Linked DNA regions of Sus scrofa: regions 1 and 2 are each linked to region 3. A link is a contact called in public Hi-C and promoter capture Hi-C data. All regions are on one chromosome and are shown on one strand. Each heading gives the region's core, a stretch centred on a gene start, on an enhancer-like site or on the middle of the called end of the contact. The rest is flanking DNA. Distances are from core to core; before and after follow the strand shown.

Evidence for each region. Promoter capture Hi-C pulls out the DNA fragments that hold promoters and counts their contacts. Hi-C and Micro-C count contacts between places; a contact is called where the count stands out from the background.
Region 1: a promoter capture Hi-C map of liver shows a contact between it and region 3, with 4 times the contacts expected there. The contact joins the promoter of RNF223 here to the enhancer-like site in region 3. A contact is called at or near these places in 1 of 5 promoter capture datasets (liver), 8 of 47 Hi-C or Micro-C datasets (fetal heart ventricle, heart right ventricle, liver and 1 more) and 2 of 2 datasets of contacts at active chromatin or transcription factors (alveolar macrophages and skeletal muscle).
Region 2: a contact with region 3 is called in a Hi-C map of epiblast stem cells, with 1.7 times the contacts expected there. The contact joins two enhancer-like sites. A contact is called at or near these places in 1 of 5 promoter capture datasets (liver) and 2 of 47 Hi-C or Micro-C datasets (embryonic fibroblasts and epiblast stem cells).

Annotation. Positions count from the first base shown.
Region 1 is chr6:63,443,409-63,447,322 of Sscrofa11.1, reverse strand. RNF223 (RING finger protein 223) reads left to right here and starts at 2,566. Exons shown (of 9, transcript XM_021095183.1): 1 at 2,566-2,697. LOC106509643 (a long non-coding RNA gene) reads right to left here and starts at 2,458. Exons shown (of 3, transcript XR_002344844.1): 1 at 2,320-2,458; 2 at 1-914.
Region 2 is chr6:63,478,413-63,482,312 of Sscrofa11.1, reverse strand. LOC110261078 reads right to left here. Exons shown (of 2, transcript XM_021095191.1): 2 at 423-3,900. Among named protein-coding and RNA genes, the nearest start is that of MIR429, 12 kb to the left of the region's middle. Within about 2 kb of position 2,247, at least 31 of the 83 cell types and tissues checked have an H3K27ac peak or open chromatin away from gene starts, as enhancers often do. A contact at or near this core is called in embryonic fibroblasts, epiblast stem cells and liver, where this site is marked.
Region 3 is chr6:63,370,884-63,374,741 of Sscrofa11.1, reverse strand. All of the region lies in intron 2 of AGRN (agrin), which reads right to left. Among named protein-coding and RNA genes, the nearest start is that of AGRN, 6.8 kb to the right of the region's middle. Within about 2 kb of position 2,546, at least 46 of the 83 cell types and tissues checked have an H3K27ac peak or open chromatin away from gene starts, as enhancers often do. A contact at or near this core is called in alveolar macrophages, embryonic fibroblasts, epiblast stem cells and 1 more, where this site is marked.

The DNA of each region.
Region 1 (3,914 bases), core at 1,317-3,816, 73 kb before region 3:
ACAAAACCGAAAGCAAACAAACAAACAAAAACCACGTAGAAGGAGAGGGCACTTCCTCAGTTTAGTGAGGCGGGGGTTCCTGTGGGCCTCGACAGGTGGAGTATGGATGAGACCTCAAGGCAGAGGTGTTGAGGGGGCAGCTGGTTACATGGAGACAAGGTGCAGACAATTGTATTGTTCATTTCAGGAACTTCATGGGGGAAAAAAACTCTAAACACCAGGCTTTCAACAGATCCCATGACTCCTCCGACGCCCTGCCTTGCTGTGTCCACCAACCCTCAACTACCACGCGGGGACTTTCCCCCACCTGCACCGAGCCTCCTCCGCACTGGAAGCTCACCCTGACCCTGACCTGTGCCTCCCAGATCGGGGCACTGCAGAGACTCAGCCAAGAACCCAGGCGTATCATCTCATCTGCAGGCTTCTTGAGCAGCATTTTCAGGGAGCCCAGGTCTGACGCTACTGAGACGCACTGGCGGAAAGGTCACCCTCTGATATCAGAGGATGCATTATGAATGGATGCCCTGACCTTAGAGAAACTTGGGGCTGAAGCAGGAAGGCTCAGCAATAAATACCAAGTTCCCACTGGTCTTCAGAAAACCACCAAGAAGGTGGAAAGGTGCAGAGCCGTACAAAGCAATTCTGTGACACGGCGCAGGTGGGCGCAGAGCCCAGAGGAGCTGCTTCAATGAGGCAGGACTACTGCCCGAGGATGGCTCACACTGGGCCAGCTTCCTCCCGACCACGTGGGCCCACTGTCCTCTGGGAGGGAAGACCCAGAGCGACTCATCCTCCTGCCCCATGCTCTTACTTGGAGAGTAGCTCGCCCGGTGAGTCTGATACTCCATTTCCGTTGAAGGGTGTTCAAACTTGGGATGAATGTCCTGAGGCAGCGTCCAGAAGGGGAGGAGAACCTGCAGGATTCAGCCAGATGACCAACTGCACAGAAGCCAGCCAGGAAGGGAGCTGTGGTCGTCAGGGAGCCCAGGGACTGGGAGCGGCCTGGAGCCACCTGTCCAATAGCACTCGTGCCCTGCACCCCTGCACACCCTAACCCTATCTGCACCCGACTCAAACAACGCTCCCAGGGTCCTGCCCTCTCCTCGGCACACTTGCGATCCCATTTCCTGAGAAGTTAGGAGTGCTGCAGGACACACACTGCTCTTCTTGTCTGGGGCGGCTCAGAGGCAGAGCCTGAGACCACACAGAAATTCCCGTGTGTCACAGTTCCCATAGTGGCTCAGTGGTTAATGAATCTGACTAGCATCCATGAGGACGCAGGTTCGATCCCTGGCCTCGCTCAGTGCGTTAAGGATCCGGTGTTGCCATGAGCTGTGGTGTAGGTCACAGACGTGGCTTGAATCCTGCGTTGCTGTGGCTGTGATGTAGACTGGCAGCGGCAGCTCCGATTTGACTCCTAGCCTGGGAACCTCCATATGTGACCCTAAAAAAAAAAAAGCGAAAAAAAAAAAAAAAGAAAAAGAAAAAAGAAAGAAATTCCCCTGTGTCATCCTGTTGGGACAAACCAGTCCAGGATGCCAGACAGTCCTGTCACCTAGACCCCACACCCACAGTCTTTAGGACTGACTGTGGGGGACAGTCACAGTCCCTGGGAGGCACAAGGTCACGGGGTGGAGCTTTCGTGGACAGAGCAACCAGTCCGACCAGTTCAGAGAAACCCGAGATCACACTTCTTTCCCGTCCATCCTTATTCATGTTGAATAAGGATGCTGGGGAGAGATCTGAGAGCCAGTGTTACAGGCGCCCATGCTGACAGCAGTTTGCTGTGTGGGTGCCCTTCCCGGTCCAGGCCTCTCACTCAGACTCACTCGCCCAGGCACTGCTCTCCCAGTAGCCGCCCTTGCGGAAGATCCGCCCCCTGTCCCCGCACCCAAAGATACACAAAGCACAAGGGCGGTGGTGGTTTTACTCTCTTTTCTCCCTAGGCAAAGCCTCTCCCGGGACCAGCTCCGCACGTCCGTCCCTCGGTGCAGACCGGGCCCCGGGTATCCCACTACCCCGCCCCTCTCCGTGAGAAGGGCTTTGCCCGCCCGGAAAGCGGCATGAGTCACGAAGGTGGCAGAACTGGGCGCAGGGGGGCGCTCGGCAGCCCCGGAACAGAGTACTTCCTGGGGAACCCCTCCCCCAGAGAGGACGCAAACATCGCAGAGGCCTTTTCCCCGCCAGCCGTCCTCCGCGCCCGGGCGCGGGACTGGCATCAGGGCGGAAGCGGTCGCCAGGTACTGCGGCGCCTCTCCCCAGGATGCGCCACTGGAACCCTGTGCTGTCTCCGGAACCGCTACTCCGCCGGAAACCGACGGGCAGTCCAGCCGAGCGTTGACGGAGGAGACCCGGGCGACTTTTCGGAAACCGGAACGCAGACGCCTCGGACTGCAGGGCTCTTTGGTCTCCTGGCAACGCCGGACGGCGGCGTAGTCCTTCCCTTACTTCTGCTGCCATGTTTAGGGCCCTAGACTACATTTCCCAGGTCGCTTCGCGCGAACCTTCAGATCTCGCGAGAACTCTGGCCTGGAACCCTCCGGGGGAGGAGACTCGCGCGGACCGCCGGGAGTTGTAGTTCCGGTTTGGGAGCTGTGCTCCCTGGCACCCGGGCTGAGAGACTTCAAGTCCCAAGGGGGCACAGCGCGACCGCCTGGAGGGCGGGGGGTATGAAAGAGGAACCCGGAGGGCGCAGGGGTGAGTGAGGGGCCGGGAGTGGGCGGGCGGGGGCTGGCTAGGGGTTGGCTGGGGGCGGGGACTGCGGCGGCCCTGGCTGTGCGGAGTCCCGCCGGGGCAGTCAGGGCGGCGGGGTTTGGCCGCCCTTTCTCTCTGTGCCCCTCGCCCCGCCACCGGCTCAGGGCGCCCCGGACGCGCGGGAGGAACCGCGAGTCCCAGGAGGTTTCCCATTTCAGCTCGCTGATCGCCACTGGAGTGTCAGGCCTCGTCCAACAGGGGTTCGTGTGCGTAGTCACCAGAACGATTTAATTGACGTTCTAGTTTAAGTTCATTAAGATCGGGGGGTTTGGACGCGCTTCTCACAGCGCTCCTGCAAACGCAGCTCCCTGGTGGCGGGGCGCTCAGGTGGCCCGGCTTTGTCCTGTGTTCTCAGGGTCACCGCGGTGCTGGAGGTAGCGCTGGGCCTCGTCCTCTGCGCCTCAGCCCGCGCCCCCGTAGCAGCCTTGTTCAGCCATAATCTGAATGCAGAAGCTCCTAGAAGGAAATAAAATCTGAATTTTACGGAAAGTTTCTTCTGGCACACGCGCACTCCACCCCGCCCCGGTGTGCGTCTCCCAAAGACAGAGCAAACGTGCCTTGGAGGGTGGTCACCCCAGGACCCTCCCTGCACCGCCCTGTTCTGCAAGGTAAGCGTAATTCACTTGAAGAATGATCTCTAGTCACCACAGTACTGAGAATTCCGCATCCCCACGGCCAGGAACCCCCTGGGGAGTTCCGGGGGTCCTCCCATCAGTACCTTCTCAGGGCTGCGGAGTCCACGGAGCACCTACACGTACACAGACTTTGCATCCAGTCAGATTGTGTACACCATCGGTTCTCCATCAGCACGATGGGACTTTCGGGTTGAGAAACATGTTAATGAACAGGGCCACACACAGTTCTCCTTTTGTCCTGAGAGCCACATTGCTCCCTTTGCTTGCTGAGAAAGTGACTGGCAGGAACCTGCCCTGAGGGGCTGGAGATCCAGCAGGTCCTCCCGTGCTGTGCTGGGCAGTGGGAGAAACAAGATCAGCACATGGGATTTTTTTTTTTTTTGGTCTGTTCATCTTTTAGAGCTGCACCCCCTGGGCGTATGGAGGTTCCTAGGCTAGGGGTCTAATTGGAGCTGTAGCCGCCAGCCTATGTCACAGCCACAGCAACACCAGATCCGACCCATGTCTGCGAGCTACACCACAGCA
Region 2 (3,900 bases), core at 998-3,497, 110 kb before region 3:
CACCAGCCTCCCCTCCTGCCCCTGAGCCGTGCGGCCAGGTGTTCCCTGCCCAGGCTGCTCCCGCCCACTGTGCTGGCAGGTGAGCTCGGCCGGGGCTGGTACAGGAGGGCGGGCCCTGCCATTACTATTGCTGCACAGAGAAGGGACCTTCTTTCACCTACATGGTGTTCTTTTGTTTTTTCTGGTTTGTTTTGTATGCTTTGTTTTTTAGGGCCACACCTGAGGTACATGGAGGTTCCCAGGCTAGGGGTTGAATCAGAGCTTCAGCGGCCAGCCTACGCCACAGCCACAGCAACGTGGGATCTGAGCTGCGTCTGCGACCTACACCACAGCTCACGGCAATGCTGGATCCTTAACCCGCTGAGTGAGGCTGGGGAACAAACCTGTGTCCTCATGGACACTGTGTTGGGTTCCTAATCCGCTGAGTCACAACGGGAACTCCCACCCACATTTTCATCTCTCTCTCCACTCCTGTGGCCTCAGCTCCTCCCACCTGCACGCTGGCCCAGGACCCACTGGCCTTCCCGAGCTCAGGGCGAGAGGGTTCAAGCCAGAAAGCTCAGTCCGCTCACAGCCAAGGTCCCTTCTTGGCCCCACGAGCTGTCCTGGAGGCCTAGTCCTCACACGAGGTCACATACGTGCCCACTGGCGGGGTTAGGTATAACCCACGCTGGAGACTTCTCTCTGGCCCTCCTGGACAAGTCCTGGCAGCCCCTTCCCTGCCTTCCTGCCCTGGACCACGTTCTCAGGCACCAGCACTCAGGCAGGGCCTGGCAGCATACCCACAGGCCATGCCAGGGTGGCGGCATGCTTCTGAAGCCTGATTCGGCCTTGACCTTGACCTCCTGCACCTGAAACCTGGAAGCACCTGTGTTGTCCCAAGGCCCCTCTCCCTGAGGGCTGCACCTGGTCATAATGTCCAGAAAACCCTGGGCCAGAAGTCTGAGACCCTGTGTCCATCATTCTCAGACAGGTTGAGGCCTCAGCAGCCACTAGTGCCAAACCCAGTGGTCAGCCCTTCGGACTGTCGGCAGCTGGTCACTCTGCTCTCAGAGCCTCTGTCCCACTTGGCCACCAAGACCAGGGCACCCTGGGTCTGCCCATATCTGAAAGCCAGCAGGTCAGGTTCTGGTGTGTGGGCAGAGAAGGGGCAGAGAGGACTCAGAGCCGTGGATTTCAAACATGTTTGAAATTAAAATGCAAGCAATAGAAAAAGGCCCCCTTGGTGGGAAAACCTTAGCCAGGTGGCGTGGTGAGGTGGGAAGGGCTGCGCCTGCGACCCGGTCTGAGCGTGAGGAAAACATCGGACAAGTCCCCGTGGCTGGGCAGAGCCCCGCCCGGCAGCCTGCAAGCCACCAAGATCACAAAGCAAGGGGCGTCTGGGACTGTCCCAGCTGGAGGAGCTCCAGCCCGCGACGCAGTGTCACATGGGGTCCTGGGGGGAAGAGGATGTGCGGGGAAACCGGAAATCCTAGTGAAACCAGTGAGGTCGTCGTGACAGATGCTTCGCCCTGATGCTAGTGACACGTTAGCAGTGGGAGAAGCCAGCTGTGGTGCCATCTTGGCAACAGCTCGGCACGTCTGAAACTACTGGAAATAAAACCCTTATTTAACTGTATTTTGAAGAGTCTGACCGTGACCTTGGCAGGTGTCCTGAGGTTGTCAGGGACAGAAGTGGCTTGCTGTGGTGGCGGTGTCAGGGCTGCTGAGGAACCGGACAGCGACGGGGCAGGATGGGGCCTCTGACTTTTGGCTGAGGCCTCAAGGGGCACTGTGTCCGCGGTCCCACTGGCTCCCGCCCCACCCCAGCCTGTGGGTGGGCTCCGTGGGGGCTTGGAGCTCGGAGGTCCCTGAGGCCTCCTGTCTGCTTTGGCCTGAACGTTTCTGGGCGCCGGGTCTGGCACTCAGCACAGGCGCAGTTACCTCCACAAGTCTGTTGGGGCCACTGCTGGGCGCCCTTGACTCTGCTGAGAGACGGGGGGCCCTGGAGGCAGATAGCCAAAGCCTGGCTTTAGCTGGGGGGGTGGGGGGAGTGTGCCCTGGGAGCAGGCCTTGGAGGGGGTGGATCTGGGGAGCCAGGAGGCCTTCAGCTTTTAGGTGTGGCCCAGGCATTGCCTGCAGACGGTGGATTCTGGTGGAGCAGACCGGCCAGGCCTCGCTCCAACATTAGGAGCTGGGAGGCTCCGGACCAGGGTGCCTCAGACCAAGCCAAGAGCCCTTCCAAGGCTCTGCCGGGGGAGCTTCGTACACGCTCCCAGCCAGCGGACCTGGGCCCTGGGGTTCACAGGAGTCCATCCCAGGCCCTGCCGGAACCAGAGCTGCAGGGAGGGATCTGGCAGGGAAATCTCAGCAGGGAGGGAAATGACTCAGGCAAATTGCAGGGGCGGTGCTACCCCTGCGGGGGGCCTCCTCTCCCTTCCGACGGAGACGGACCTCAGGAGGCCCAGAGGGAACGCTGGAGACTGGGCCCTCCTGGGGGCAGCTGCCCCAGGGCTCCCGCAGCCCCATCGAGCACAGGCCTGAGGAGGCTGGGGGTGCCCAGCACCATTTGGGGCCCTGTTTTATTCTAAGTCTTTCCTTCATGACACTTTTTTCCCTTTTTATTGTGAAATTATTCCAAACTGACACAAGAGTTGCAAGTACAATACTGAATCCGTCGGCTTGGCAGCTGTAACAAATCACCACAGTCCGGGCAGCTTAGACCAGACGCTGCTTCCCGCAGAACTAGGGGCTGGGAGGCCCAAGGTCAAGGTGCCGGCAGACCCAGCGTCTGGCGAGGGCCCTTCCCGGCCTGCAGACGGCCACCTTCTCGCTGTCCTCACGGCCTTTCCTTGGTGTGCGAGCAGGGGTGGTGCGAGCCGGGGGGGGGGGGGTATCGCTCTGTCTTGCTCCTGCCCTCAGGGCACCGATGCCAGCACGGGCCCCACCTCACCCCGATCACCTCCCAAAAGGCTCCACCTCCAGACACCATCACACTGGGGTCATGGACTTGGGGGTATACAGCTCAGCCCAGGGCAAATACCATTTCCTTCCCCCAGGACAAGGAGAGTGAGCTGTTGGCTGGATACCTCTCACCCCTGTCCCCCCCAAAGTACTCCATGGCCACCGAATCCAGGAGTTCCCATCATCCAGCCCCATGTCCTGCTGCGTACGCCTCACCTGATAGGCACTGGTGTTCTTGGCCCCCACAGCTCCCTCCCTGTGTCTGCCAGGAGCCCTCCATCCCTCTGGTGGCGGCCACCCCCTGGACTCTTTGCCACCCCCACCCCGGGAGGGCTGGCTAAGCCTTTAAAGTGCATCCAGCCTGGGACACCATCTGCTCTGACCACTGCCAGGTCTCCTGGGTCAGCACCACGGCCCCCACAGGTCCCTACCTCTGCACTTGCTTGCTGCCAGCTCAGCTGAGGCAAGACACCCTGTCCCTGCTCCCCGGCAGGTGTCCCCACTCAAGCCCACCGTGGCCTGGCCCTTCACCCCCTCCTCCCAGCCTCCCCAGGTCCCTTGCACCTTCCCCGAGTGCCTCTGCTCAGGGTGACCTCTCAGTGAGGCCCAGGCACTTGCTACCTAGAGTCCGGCCTGCACTCCACCCAGCAGGACGCGCCTGGACCAGCGTCAGTTACGCACACACTCTGATGTGGGTCTCACCTCCGGGCTGGTGTCTCTGCCTTGCTCAGGGCTACCCAAGAGCCCGGGCACAGCCGCCCCTGGAGGGCGCGGGGCATTGGCTGGAGGAGTGAGTGAGTGAATGATGCGGCAGCTCTCGTGCTGTGGGGGGCACGCAGAGCTGCCCAGGCTAGGCTTGGGGCTGGTGCACACGCCAGGGTCGGCCTTTGTGCCCCTCCCGGCTGGCACCAGATGCGGGTGGAGGTGCGGCGTTTCCCCATGAGGAGGCCGAGTGAT
Region 3 (3,858 bases), core at 1,297-3,796:
GGGAGGGTCCCACTCCCCCAGCCAGTGGGTTGTGGCCTGGACTCCAGGTTGCCGGCCCTCTCTCATGTACCACTCCAACCCCTCACCCAAGACAAAGGGACGACCTGCTGCTCCCTGCACCCTCGAACCCTGTTGTCCTGTCTTTCCCGTCCAGAATGTCCTTCTCCCTCTGCCTTCACTCCTCCACACACAGCTCACACCTGGCCTCCTTGGGATGCCCATCCGGAACCTCAAAGGGCCCTGTGCAGGTGACAGCAGCAGCCCCTTCCAGCGGCCCTGTGAGGATGTGCTGCTGGGCCGTGAGTGACTGCATTGATGAAGGAGCCAATAGGTGGAGTAATAAGTGGCCCTGATGAGCCTCACGGCCTCCCTGTCCAGGAAGGCAAGTGGCGCACATCCCCTCCCCACTGATGGGTCAGGGCCAGGCTACAATCTGCCTGGATGTTTGGGCTCTTATTTCTCCCCAAGGTGCTGGACCCACATCTGTGGGCAGAGGGACAGGTGTCTGCTTCTCCCAGGGCCAGCGCGGGGTGTCCCAGCGGACGCTGCTGGGGGCAGAGGCAAGGCAAGCGCAGACCAGCGGCAGACCTGCCTCTCCTGACTTGCCCTGCCTGGCTCCTTGTGTCAGACTCAGGGTCCGGTAGGCACTTGAGGGGACAAGGAGCCCAGGTGGCCCCTGCTACAGCCCTTCCATCTCCGGCTTTGAGAAACCCCGAGGCAGAGACTACAGGGCGAGGTGCCCAGACCTCTGCCAGGTATGGGTGGTGGGAGGGGGGCACCGCTGGACACTGGGGAGATGGGACCCACGTGAGGGCAGAGGGCTGGAGCCCTGTAAGGTTGCGCATGACCAGCCTGTTGGCAGAGCACCTAGAGAGTCCCCGCCCCAGGCTGAGCCCTGGGATATAAGGGTGGCAGGAAGCACAGGTCACCAGCTGGGGTTTCAGCCAGAATGGTGTGCAGACTAGTACACCTGAGGTTGCAGGCACGTGTGCATACATGCCTACAAACCTGCACACGTGCAGGCCACACAGCTGCAAACAGCTGGCTGCCCATGGGACACAGAGCTCCCCCCTCCCACGTCTCCACCACAGGGGGAGGGGAGCTGGGAGGGGCGTCTTCCCTTCCCAGGTCCAGCTGTAAGCAGCCCCTGGCAGGGGGCCTTCCTCAGGAAGTTCTCAGGGTCTGCTCTGGGGGGAGAGGCCCCTTCAAGGGGAGCTTTCCTCCCAACTGGAAGCCTTACCAGGGGCCTAGGTCACTCCCTCCCCAGCTCTGAGCCACAGCCCGGGACTGGGACAGGTCCCTTGGAGCCCCAGTGTAGCCCATGGGGGCACAGCACCCTCCTCAGATGACCTGTGTCACTGTCATCAGGTAACTGCCACTAGGGCGCTGTCTCATTTCTGAGATTCCTTTTTCTCTCTGGTGAGAGGTGGGCACCTCCAGGGACCCTGGGGTGTCAAGTGCTACTGGGGCTACTTCAGTAATTGTGCCTGCAGCTGCCAGCCCAGCCAGCCCAACCTGCGCGGAGAAGCCCCAGTTCCCCATCCCAACGGCCGGGAGGAGCTCCTTGGGCTGGCACAGCAGGACAAGAAAGGGAGCCCATTTCCCACGGACCCCCAGACCTCTAGGCAAGGGAGAGCTCGTGGGGGAGGGAGGGCAACCGGGTCCCACAGGTGAAGGCAAAGGACCGGGGTGGCGCGGCAGGGGCAGGAGAGAGGCCAGTTTTGGCAGCTGTTTTCCACTCTCCTGTGGGGGTGGCAGAGGGAGCAGGCTTTGCTCTCAGGGGTTGAGGGGGTTAACCCTTCAGGGAGGAAGCAGGGCAGCCTGGACTGCAGCGGGGGGCTGGTGAGAATGACCACTGGCTAGATCCAGAACCCTGAGTCTGGGGCCACTCCCTCCTCTGCACTCCCCCCTCCTCAGCCTGTCACGGTTCGTGGGCAGGGGGCTGTAGCCTCAGACCCAGACCAGCCGTTTCCTCCGCTGCGCCTGGGTGCTGGGTGCTGGGTGCCAGCACACACAGAGACTGCTGCGAGGGACAGCAGAGATGGAGGAAAAGGGAGGAAAGTTTCCAGAGAGCCTTTTTTCCCATTTCCAACCTGCAGGGGAGGATGGAGGTGGGGCTGTTCTCCCGGTAGGACCAGAGAGATGGGGTGGGGTCTGGAAAAAGCCAAGAGCTGTTTCCACCAGCTCAGTTCTGCCCTAAAGGAGCACTGCCTGGCCGAGCGACAGGACCCAAAACCCTTTGGTTTCAGGAGCAAAGCCCACTCCCACGCGCCCCCATCCCTAGGGGACTGCGTGGTGACGGTTGCCTGCACGGGTGGGCCCGAGTCCACTCCCCGAAGCCTTCCTACAGGAGAGCCCCAGGTGGGGAGAAGAGGGCACAGCGGGGTGGGGGTGGGGGTGGGGTCCGGGCAGATGCCCTGCCCCCCGCTGCTGGAGGGAAGGAAGAAGGCGCTGACGCCAACCTCCAGCCTGGGCCTGCCCCCTCCAGGCCGACCTGCCTGGGGGAGGGGCCAGGGAGGGCCCTGGGCGGGTCTGAAGCGAGAACCTACAGCCTAGAGGAGGGAAACCCGGACAGGAAGAAGCCACCTCCCGCCTCAGCAGGGAGGAATGTGAATGGGGGGGGTACGGCGGGCTCAGCGGAACTGGGGGTGCAGAAGCTAAGTGCCAGACAGCAGAGGGAGCCAATCCCAGTCCCGAGGGAGCCGCCCGGAAACCTCCCCCTGGACTTCCACCTGCCCCTGCTCGGCTCTGGGGAGGGTCAGTCCCTGTGGGGGTGGGGGCGTACCGGCCGTCCACACCTGCTTGCACCAAGGCCAAGGCCGGTGGCGGGGGACCCGGGGCCTCTCCAGCGTGAGCTATAGGACTGCCCTCCAGAAGGCCCTAGACGACTGGCCTGGCAGGAGGAAGGGTGGGGGCCGGCCAGGCTAGGCCAAGTGTGGGCACCAGGACCCCTATTTCAGGGCTGGGCCGGGCTGCGCTGGACCAGCGCCAGCCTCACTCTGACCCTGTCCCTGTGCCAGGCCCAGAGAGGGCAGACAACACTTCCTTTCTCTGCTCCTGGCTCCTGGTGGGGGGAAGGGCCCCAGGCCTGCACCCCTCTCTCCAAGGGGCTTCAGGGGAGGCCCCAGGACCAGTCCTCATGAGGTGGGGGAGGGGAGGGCCGTGCCCAGACCAGGGCATAGTAACCGTAAGGCTGGAGGAGATGCCCGCTCAGCTGCCAGCCTGGGCAGGCTCGTGGTGTGTGGGCGGCTGGCACTGGAGGAGCCCAGGCTGCTTCCCTGACAAAGCAGGGGCGAGGGTCTCCTCTGGCAAGAGGCTGCTTCAGAGACCGTCTCCCTCGCCCACAGGTGGCGCAGAGGGAGGGACACATACCTGTCTCAGTTATGCTCGGAATGTGGCTCCTCGGGCGGGAGGACAGGGAGGAGGAGCTCCCAGGGGCCTGCAGGCCCTGGGGGAGACACTGAAGAAAGCCATCTGCATAGAGCAGGTGACCAGGTGTGCCACCCAGCAGCAGGTGCCCCTTCAGGAGAGCCCAGGTGGGGATGAAGTGGAGGCATCCAGGGAGGTGGACCTGGGAGGATGTGCCCCCTGACCTTGGCTGCTGTGGGCCTTTTGGGGGTTGGGGGAGGTGTCATAGAGGCAGGGGTCTTGGGGTGGTCTTGGGGCAACCTGCACAGATTGGTGGCTGTCCAGCCTTCCCTCTGGGCCCTGTGGGGCGGGGGCAGCTCTGAGGCCCCAAGGAGCAGAATGGGATCAGAGTCAGACAGGGAGAAGTCATCGTAGCTCAAGCCCTGCCCATCTGTCCCCCTTGCCAGGGTGAGGCCTTGGCTCCCTGGAGAGTCTGGGGTGGGATCCAAG